2 separate regions of the Sus scrofa genome follow, and region 1 is linked to region 2. A link is a contact called in public HiChIP or PLAC-seq data. All regions are on one chromosome and are shown on one strand. Each heading gives the region's core, a stretch centred on a gene start, on an enhancer-like site or on the middle of the called end of the contact. The rest is flanking DNA. Distances are from core to core; before and after follow the strand shown.

What was found. HiChIP or PLAC-seq counts read pairs in DNA pulled down with a chosen protein or histone mark.
Region 1: a contact with region 2 is called in an H3K27ac HiChIP or PLAC-seq map of skeletal muscle. The contact joins the promoter of NAA20 here to the promoter of RIN2 in region 2. A contact is called at or near these places in 6 of 47 Hi-C or Micro-C datasets (embryonic fibroblasts, liver, psoas muscle and 1 more) and 2 of 2 datasets of contacts at active chromatin or transcription factors (alveolar macrophages and skeletal muscle).

Annotation. Positions count from the first base shown.
Region 1 is chr17:28,067,569-28,072,367 of Sscrofa11.1, reverse strand. NAA20 (N-alpha-acetyltransferase 20) reads right to left here and starts at 2,216. Exons shown (of 7, transcript XM_021077417.1): 1 at 2,063-2,216. The coding sequence starts at 2,115.
Region 2 is chr17:27,938,686-27,943,846 of Sscrofa11.1, reverse strand. It overlaps RIN2 (ras and Rab interactor 2), which reads right to left and starts at 2,514. Exons shown (of 13, transcript XM_021077420.1): 1 at 2,499-2,514.

The sequences.
Region 1 (4,799 bases), core at 967-3,466, 130 kb before region 2:
ACTTGGCAGAGGCCCATGTCCTATGCTGGTCTCTTCAAGGTCCAGCCCTTTGATCCAACCTCGTGACCTCACACCCCCACACTCACCCCTGCAGCCACACTGGCCACCCGCCGCAGCCTCCTGTCTGAAACAGCAGTCTGTGCACTAGCTATGCCCTCTGCCTCGAAGTACCCATCCCTCTGCTCCTCTCTCCCCCAATGGTCTTTCCGCAGTGACCCCTTCCCTGAACACCTTACCAGAAGTCAAATCCCCATTCACTTCCTATCTCCCTTTCCTGCTCTCATTTTTCCCTTTGTACTGAGCACTAAGTTCTACATGCTGTATTTTCTCACCTTGTTTTCCCCTCTAAAAGGTAAACTCCAGAAAGATAATTTTTTTCCCCTGTTCTGTTCACTGCTATGTCTTCAGCACTGGTGCACAGCAGGCATAAGATATTTTTCCAAGAATACAACATTTGTTAAATTAACTGCAATGTTTCCACATCCATTGCTTCTTTCACACCCTGAGTGATCCAAGGAGTTCTTGATAGAAGTGCACTAAAGTGAGAATTAGGAGAAAATGAGGAGGACAAGGAGTCTCCCTATTGGCATATTCTGAAGAGCCCTTAATGAGCTAGGTGATTCTCTGAAATCAGATATTTTGTTATAAATAAATGATCCTGCATATTTTCTTTCTACTCTATTCCTTTTCATATATAAGCACTGGCCCTTCTTAGGTCTTCAGTTAGGACTGATTCTCCCAGAAGCTTTGCCTCTACTCCTGAAACTTCCAGGCAACTGGCACCTCCCAGGCCTGCACTTCCCAAACCCAAGCCTCTGTCAAGCCACCATTACCAAAGCGTCTTAAAAGGCTTACCTGCTAGTATGCCTCCTCTTACTGCCTCTCACTCCTCACACCGCCTCCCGCTCCTCACAGCTTGTGGTGGGGAGCTCAGGCTCCAGAGCGGTGCTCTTCACACAACTAAGAATGTGCATTTCCAAAAAGTTCCCCGGTGGTCAGGGACCTCGCTAAGCAGCACAGCCCTGGAGTCAAATGTCCTTAAATTTGACTCCTTGCTTCCTGCCGGCAGGAAGGCTCTCCCACCAGGGGCAATTCACACTCAGTACTTTAGTTAATTCACACCAGATGGGATAAGAAGCGCATCCACACACAGCGAGACCTCAACACAGCCTCAGTTACGCTCCTCCGACTGGGAGAGGCCCCGGAGAAAATCCCCAACAATGGGGCAGACCAGTCTCACCAGTTTCTCTGACCTCCGAATTACAGAACCGGCTACTACAGTCCCTCACCTGAGAGGTGTTGGCCATTCCTGAGGCTCTCACCTCCACACCTGCGTCCTTCTCCAAAACCTCCCTCCTCACCACCATCAACACTTACACACCTTCCAAGGCTCAGCTACTTTTTGAATGTTTCTAGCTACCTCGTCTCGAGTTCTTTCCATGCTCCTGACACTTGAATCTGAACTACTTGGTCCTTAGTTTTCACGTGACTACCAGAGTATCTTTAAAGTGGATGTGGGATTGGTGGATGCGTGGATGGATGGATGACGCCAGTGTAGCACTGTAAACGATAGAGTCGGCTTATGAGTCTACAGTCAACTTCTTAAGTGTTCAGAAATTTTCATAATAAAACGTTTGGGAAAAAAAAGGCATGTACAAGTCCCACACCCCGACTTAAGTCGGACGCAAGGAAGTGCGCACCGTGGGCCTTGCCGCCCCCGACTCCCCCGCAGGAAGCGCAGCGACAGTAACGAAACGCACGAAACTGCCACTCCGCAAGAACACAAGTGGACCTCCTCCTCCAAGCTGGGCGGCACCGCGCGGGTCCCCGGCACCGAGAGGACGCCGACCGGAGACGCGGGACCGGTCCGCGCCCCCTGCCCGACGGCCCCGTGAGGCGCCGGGACTGCACGCGTTGGGCTGCTGTGGGACGTCCGCGCCCGGCCAAGGTCAGCGGGGCGTCAGCACGTCCGTTCGGCCCGGCCTCCTCCCTACCCCGACCCCGCGGCCCCGGGGACGCAACGGCGGCAGCATGGCCATGGTCAGGGAGCGCGGCCACTCACATATTGTTGAAGCGGAACAGGTCGTCGCACGTGAAAGCCCGGAGAGTGGTCATCCCGTCGCAGCCGCAGGAGCCGGCCCTCCGCGACCCCGCGCACTCCCCGCCGGAAGTCGTTCCGCGCGCGGCCGCCGCGGGGCGGAGCGCAGAACTGCTTCCGGGCCAAGAGTTGCTCAGCAACGGTGGAGGCGACGCAGCTCCCTCTGGTGGCCAGAGTCGGGAACTCCTGGGGAGTCTCCGGGTCTTTTTCAGAACTTCACAACCGCTCGTTGGGAGTGACTGGGGAAGCGGGCAGGGGGATCCCCCAGGAAGGAGCAGAGACTCTGGAGTTAGGAAACCAAAGCGGTAAGATTAGACAGTGAGTCCAAAGAGGAATCTAAACTGCACAAGGCCATCGGGAATGCTGAAACGTATTTACAAGTAGATGTAAGTCGGTGTACACAAAGCAGCAATCCAGTGCATCTCCTCCTGGACACGCACGATGCATGTGCGTTTCAGTGGTCAAGAATCATTTTTATTACTACCCATTTTCTGCAGTTTACAGAGTTAACCGGGATGGATGTAGCTGGCAGGATCAAAACTGAATAGATTACAGAGCATCAGAGAAATAAGGATACCAGGAGTTCCAGTCGTGGCGCAGCAGAAACGAATCTGACTAGGAACCATGAGGTTGCCGGTTAGATCCCTGGTCTCGCTCAGTGGGTTCAGGATCCGGCAGTGCCTTGAGCTGTGGTGTAGGTCGCAGACGCGGCTTGGATCAGGCGCTGCTGCGGTTGTGGTGTAGACCGGCAGCTGTAGCTCAGATTAGACCCCTAGCTTGGGAACCTCCGGATGCCGCGGGTGTGGCCCTGAAAAGGCAAAAAAAAAGAAAGAAAGAAAAAAAAGATCACACACACACACATATAAAACCTCACATCATATATGGTAAATACGTTTTCAACTTTTTTGTTGTTGTTGTCTTTTTGTCTTTTGGGGGCTGCTCCCGTGGCACATGAAGGTGCCCAGACTAGGGGTCCAATCGGAACTGTAGCCGCCAGTCTACGCCACAACAACTCCGGATCCGAGCCGTATCTTGAACCTACACCACAACTCACGGCAACACTGGATCCTAGACCCACCCACCGAGCGAGGCCAGGGATAGAACCCAGGTCCTCATGGATTCTAGTCGGGTTTGCTAACCACTGAGCTACGACGGGAACTCCACGTTTTCAACATCTTAATCAAAATCGTTGAGGTTGAAGTCATATTTTTTATTAGAATTTTCCATTTAGGGCACTGTTGTCTCTTTGTAATTTAAAGATATAATGCTCTTTGTCTCCTCTGTCTTCCTCTCTTGATTATGTTTCTTGTATTATTGTGACTTTTTTAGAATTTATATATACATCTGTGTTACAAATATGCATCCTCCAGTTAAGTCTGTAATTCAAGGGATGTAATACTTGCTGCCACTTTTTTATTACAATTTTCTCATTCCCTTTGTTTTGATTCATTTATGGGTTGGTTGGATTTCATTACAGTGTTTTTTTGTTTGTTTGTTTTCTGCTTTCCTTTGCTTTGTTTTCCAGGGGCCCCATGGGGCTGATGCTCTGTCTTCAGAGCTCCTTAGTCTGTGAGAGATGTCGAGTTAGAATATTGGCTGGATATTCATGGATCTCATATCCTCCCACCCCCGAACTTTGTAAACATCATTATTCTTTTGTCTTCCGGTGTTTAAAGTTTCTGGGGGAGAAGAGTAAGTCCAGCATGAGTTTTGTTTTCCCTTTTATGGGTGACTAAGTTTTTGTATTAGAAGTGAGATTAGAAATAAAACATTCTTAACAGTGCATATGTTTTAAACCTAGTGCATCTTTGACAATTTCAGCAGTTTAACACAGAAATTTACAAAAACAAAACAAAAATCAGGAGTTCCCGTTGTGGCTCAGTGGTTAACGAATCCGACTAGGAACCATGAGGTTTCGGGTTTGATCCCTGGCCTTGCTAAGTGGGTTAAGGATCCGGCGTTGCCGTGAGCTGTGGTGTAGGTCGCAGACGCAGCTCGGATCCCGAGTTGCTGTGGCTCTGGTGTAGTCCGGTGGCTACAGCTCTGATTTCGACCCCTAGCCTGGGAACCTCCATATGCCCCGAGAGCAGCCCAAGAAATGACACCAAAAAAAAAAAAAAAAAAAAAATCAAAGCTGAATTACTCCTACATAGCCAGTGGGAATGTCAGATGGTACAGCCTCTCTGGAAAAGAGTTTGTTTCCTTAAAAACTAAATACGCAGCTACCATTTAGCGCAGCAATTGCACTCCTGGGCATTTAATCCAGAGAAATGAAAACTATGTTCGCACAAAAACCTGTACACAGATAGTTAAGCCAGTGCCAAAATTCTATAAACTGTGTGATTCCATTTATATGCCATTCTGGAAAGGAGAGAATTATGGGAACAGAAAACATCATGTATTGCCAGGGGAAGGGGTTGGGAAGCAGAAAAGAAAGTTTAGTTCAGGACTGATCACAATGGTGGCTCCATTACTGAACAGACCTGTCAGAATTCATAGCTCATAACTGCAGAGGGTGAATTTTACTGTATGTAGCTTATACCGTAAATATACCTGACTCTGGAGTTCCCTGGTGGCCTAGCGGTTAAGGATCCGGTGTTGTCACTGCTGGGGTCACTACTGTGGCTTGAGTTCAACCCCTGGCCTGGGAGCTTCCACACCCCATGAGGTATGGCCAAATAAATAAATAAACAAACCTGAC
Region 2 (5,161 bases), core at 1,265-3,764:
CTGAGGTAGAGATATTTTTAATGGTTAGTCCAGCCTGCAGGAAACTCCTTTCTAAGCCACAGAACACGCACAACAACAGCCCTGCCAAGATCTTTTTCCATCAACAACAGAGTGCCATTTTCTTTCCCACCAAAGCCCTTCCATCTCTTTTCAGGCTGATTTCCTGCCTCAGACAGCACAGTTCCTAGACTGTGCCCCACCTCACTGGCCCACCTCCCGTGCCTCCAGCTGACGCAGAAGCTCTCTGGAACGGGCGGAAAGCATAATGATTGCTTTGTGGGTTTGCTTGACCTCACGCTCAAGTCCTAAAGGGACAATATCAGATGTCACCATAATCTGCTCCGAGGCTCATGGAGGCTGATCACGGAAGGACAGCGGAAGAATGAGCCCTTCCATGTCTCAGGAAATCCTGCAGGAATGGGGTGAGGTCATCCTTAGCTCTGCTGCCCCTCTCCCCCCAGGCAAGGTCAACACGAGGGCACTGGGAAGAAACCCCTCTATTTTCTCCTGAGAAACCAAAGATGGGGCTGAAATCCTGGGTCCCTGTTTACAGAGATCAGTTTGGGTAAGAAAGAGCACGTAAGCAGCTCCAGGATAATGCAAGACGCAGGGGGTGGGAGGCGGACTTTGGAACGCAGAGGGGAATTTCAGGGCGTGATTGATCCTGAATCATAACTGTGGCTATTTGAGCTTGGAATTGCCCTCACTGGAGCATCATAATCCAATAATCTTCTCTCGGCTATAACGCCTTCCAAGTCCACCTCTAAATAAAACACACACACACACACACACACACACACACACACACACACACGCAATTGAGTGCGCACGCACAAGCACACACACGCGCACGCCCCCAGGCTGCTGGCCTCGCCTCAGCCAGCGTGTACTGAGGATGCCCAGGCGAGCATTCCTGGACCAGCTTCCAGGACCAGGCACAATTACAAAGCCGCCTTCCAGCGCACATAACAGGCACAAGAGGTAGCTGATCCTAAGCACAACCAGCGCCCAGTGGAAGGACAACAAAAGAAGTTAAATGAAAACATATCTGTGGATGTTAAAAGGGGTTCAGCTGCAGGGGTGGGGTGGGAAGGCACCCAAATCACAGGAGTTTCTGCCCATTTGCTGAGGCTGTCTCATTATTAGCTGGGGACAGAGAGGCAGGGGCACCAAGGGACATCTCAGCAAGTGGTGAAGCACAATTATTTGGCAGAGAACTGCATACATTAGGAAGCAATGATCTTTGGAGCGAGGCACGTTTCAGTCCATGACTGCCTCTCTGTTTATGTTTACGGTGGGGTTCCGCTGACCATGGAATGTCAGCTAAGAAAAGGAGCAGGCAGCACACACCCACCCCTCCTTCTGGAGCTGTCACCTATTTCGGTCATTTCTCCGAGGCTTGGTCCCTTTAAAGTTTCCGCAGTGTCTCCCCTGTGACTCTTTCCACTTGCAATCCTGCTGGGATGAAGGTCAACATTCCGAACGGTGAGCTCTCCACTGTGATCCTGCTGACTCTGAGAGTCACGCTCTCGGGCTGTACAGCGCCCCAGCTCCGAGCCCTCTGAAGCCCATCACTTATGAGCAAAGTCCACGGGCTGGAGCGACTCCAGAAGGAAACACAGTGCTCTGTGCGGAACAAGGAACACAACCACAGCCACACTGTAACCTTGGGAAGCAAATGATTAACTGTTTCAATCCAGACACACACACACACACACACACACACGCAAATCCCTCCTTGAAACTGAGCCTAATGCCTGTAATTCTTTTTCTTCCAGACGCTTTTTCTCGGCAAGGAATTTGACATCGCATAGCAGTTACAGAAAGGCTCGGCGAGAGCCAAGACTTTATTCCTCATCCAGACCCAAGTCTCTTTGTTCTGTTCGGAACTTTTCCATGTACAAACCCTTTCAGATGAGCCATGGCAAGCAGAGAATTTTGCCTATAACCACAGAGCAGTCTGGATCCCAGGAGCTGATGTTTAATTAGCTGCCTGAAGAATGCACGTGCACACTTCCACCTTAAGGGGTCCTCAAGGAAACATCCAGTGTGGATTCCGTGTGGGGCGGGCAGGTCCATCACTTTTCTTCCAGAAGATACCACGCTGCATCTCTGCTTCTTGAAAAGGCCGCTCCACGATGGAGCTGAGAGCAGGTGACAAGAGCAGGCTGCCAGGGGCCATGGCGGGTCCTTCCCACGGGATGAAATCCAAATGGATGGCACATCACACAGCATTCAAATTTTTAAAAATGAAGTTCTTAAGGGCCCCTGAAGAAGTCTGGGTTTCGGGTCTTTCCTGTTGTAGCAGCACTAGTTTCCTTCCCAAACCATAGCCTCTAACACCTTAACTCAACATGGGCAGAAATTTTATACAATTTGAAAGGAGACTTTTTTTTTCCATTGGTGGTTCCCACCCCTTCACCCTTCAGGGGTTACGCCAGCAGTTTCATCCTGAAACCATCCCAGTAACAGGCTAGACTAAGAAACAGAAAAGGTACCGTAGTTGGAGAGGCTGTAAAATTCCTCCAGACTTAAACGGTGGAAGCGTGTGCCTTTCCTGGTTTTCTTGAAAGGTAGAGTGGATTCCCCAACAAGGAGCCCAGCACGTCCAGTGGATCTTTCCAGATGCTAGCTAAAAGCTAGCAGAGAGAATGAGAGAGAGGGAGGGAGGGAGAGAGGGGGAGAGAGACATTGAGAGACAGAGAGAGAGAGAGAGAAAGCCCTAATGGGACTAAAGGACACTGCAAACACTTTGGAGCTGCCAAGCCTTTTCAATAACACCACTGAAAGAATGTAAACGAAGCTAGTTGCTGCAGTCCAGCGAAAGGACAAAGGCAGGAAGTGAGTATTCCTCTCTCCCTGGACACCCGACTCGGCCACTTTGGAGAAAGCCTCACTGTGGCTTCTATGTGGCCCCAAGAGTGACCCAAGGAAGTGAAGTCCATCCTGGAATTTCAGCATCCAGAATGCAGAGTCATCTGGCTGGGCTCCAGGTTGGCTTTCCAGTGCATTCCATCAGGAGCAGCTGAGGACGGACGCTGGGACACCCCCACCTGGACCTTGGCTGCAGGCTGGCCGATGGAGGCTGGGACACCCGGGGCCCGATTTCCAGTTCACTGATCCACGGAGCTAAGTCTCTGGCAAAACACCAGCTTTTGCTCTAACTGGCCAGGGGCCAGATCTGGGCAAGGTAGTCTCTCCCCCGAGAGGGACCTCCTCCCCTCCCTACCCGTCTTGGACTTACTGAGTCAGCCTAGACGCTTCCTAGTGCACCCACTTCTGGTCACAAGAGCAAAGCCACAAAGCAGAAGCAGGTACACACAGGCACCCACCACTCACTAGTCTGCTTTAAAACAAACTCGGCTTCTGCAAGTCGTGGATTCTTATCACCTGCTGCTGCGAACGTCGGCCACAGCAGCTTTCTCATCACCCCCTTCTTTCTTCTTTCCCAGCAGTTGAATGAAGCGAGGCAAAGTAGCCTCAGTCCTTTGGTAAACAAGATCTCACTACTCCAATCATTTCACAGTCAAACTCACTGAAGTCGGAAAAAGTGACTCACCCCTGGGGACCTGTCGGGTTGAGGCCAGTCCTGAGAAATGTGTCACCTTTTCTCCTGGTTCCCTGAGTGGCTCCAATAACAGCAGGTCCTCTCTTTTAAGTGGTTTTCGTCTTTACAAAGAGGTATAAGCCAGTGGGGCGGTTCTGTGTCTGGATCCAGGAAAGATCTCTGAATATTTCCATAATTATCTTGGTATTACCACGGATTGTACAAATTGGACAGAAAAGCTCTACTCCAGCCTCTGGCTTGACGATTTGAGTGAATTTAATTTTTTTTTTTTTCCCTCTGAGCATCTTGTACCACTGACCAGCATTGATTTGCTCTCAGTCATCAGATGAACTTTTCAAAACATTTTTTTTTTTTTTGTCTTTTGTCTTTTTTGTTGTTGTTGTTGTTATTGTTGCTATTTCTTGGGCCGCTCCCGCGGCATATGGAGGTTCCCAGGCTAGGGGTTGAATCGGAGCTGTAGCCACCCGCCTACGCCAGAGCCACAGCAACGCAGGATCCGAGCCGCGTCTGCAACCTACACCACAGCTCACGGCAACGCCGGATCGTTAACCCACTGAGCAAGGCCAGGGATCGAACCCGCAACCTCATGGTTCCTAGTCGGATTCATTAACCACTGCGCCACGACGGGAACTCCCAAAACATTTTTAAGATCGTGACAACTGTTCATTGAAAAGAGAAACTAATTTGTGGGAGGTAAGAAATCAGAAGCAAAGAACTACATTCCCAGGCCCCTTGCCTGATTGCAGAGTTTAAACAGAATTAGGAACCGTGCTACTAGCTATCTTAATTGTCAGGAGTGATGGAGGATAATAATTTTTCTTCTTTTTTCAGCAAGGTGCTTGGGGGTAAACTGCGCATTTCTGCCACTCACAGGACTGGCCTGTCCCGGGGGGCTAATTCCAGGGAGGTCCATCCCTTGCATCCTTGGAACATGGGTGTCTCACAGAAGCTCTGGCCTCATCCACCTGCAGAAACTCCGCTGGTGCCCAGGGTAGCCCAGGCATGGACACCTTCACCACGTGCGATGAAAGCACCCTGGACACACGTGGGCAGCGGTGCTTAGAAGTTCCTTCTTTCCTGGGATGGGAGGCTGCTTCTCTCGCCTTCCACCCAGTGCCCTCATTTCAGCCCTCAGACCATCCAAGAATTAGCCTTCTGGCTCTTCCTGTCCCTCCTAGGGGACAGCTCCTCCTGAGCCCTGAGCCCTGGGGCTGGTGCACTCAGCCCACCCGGAACAGGGATGAGAGGGATGATGCAGTGACCCCAAGGTCATTCTCTTTCAGCAGCCCCCGAAAAGTATGTATCTTTTAACCTCCTGACTTGAAAAGCACCATGCAGTAAGTGCTCACACCCGGTGTACGTGTGCTGGGATCACACGTACAAGGAAGAAGTCCCATCAACCTTGTTGGCCCTTAGCCCAAAGGACACACTGGGCGGGAAGCCACACCCTCCAGGTCCCCTCAGGTTTATTGTCAACCTGTGTGCACTGAGATTACAGCTTTCCTTCCAAGGTTCTCTGGCCATGATGGTGAAGGTATCTACGTAAGTGGTTAATCTTAATTGGAGGTTTTTGACCTGGTGGCTCTTGGGACT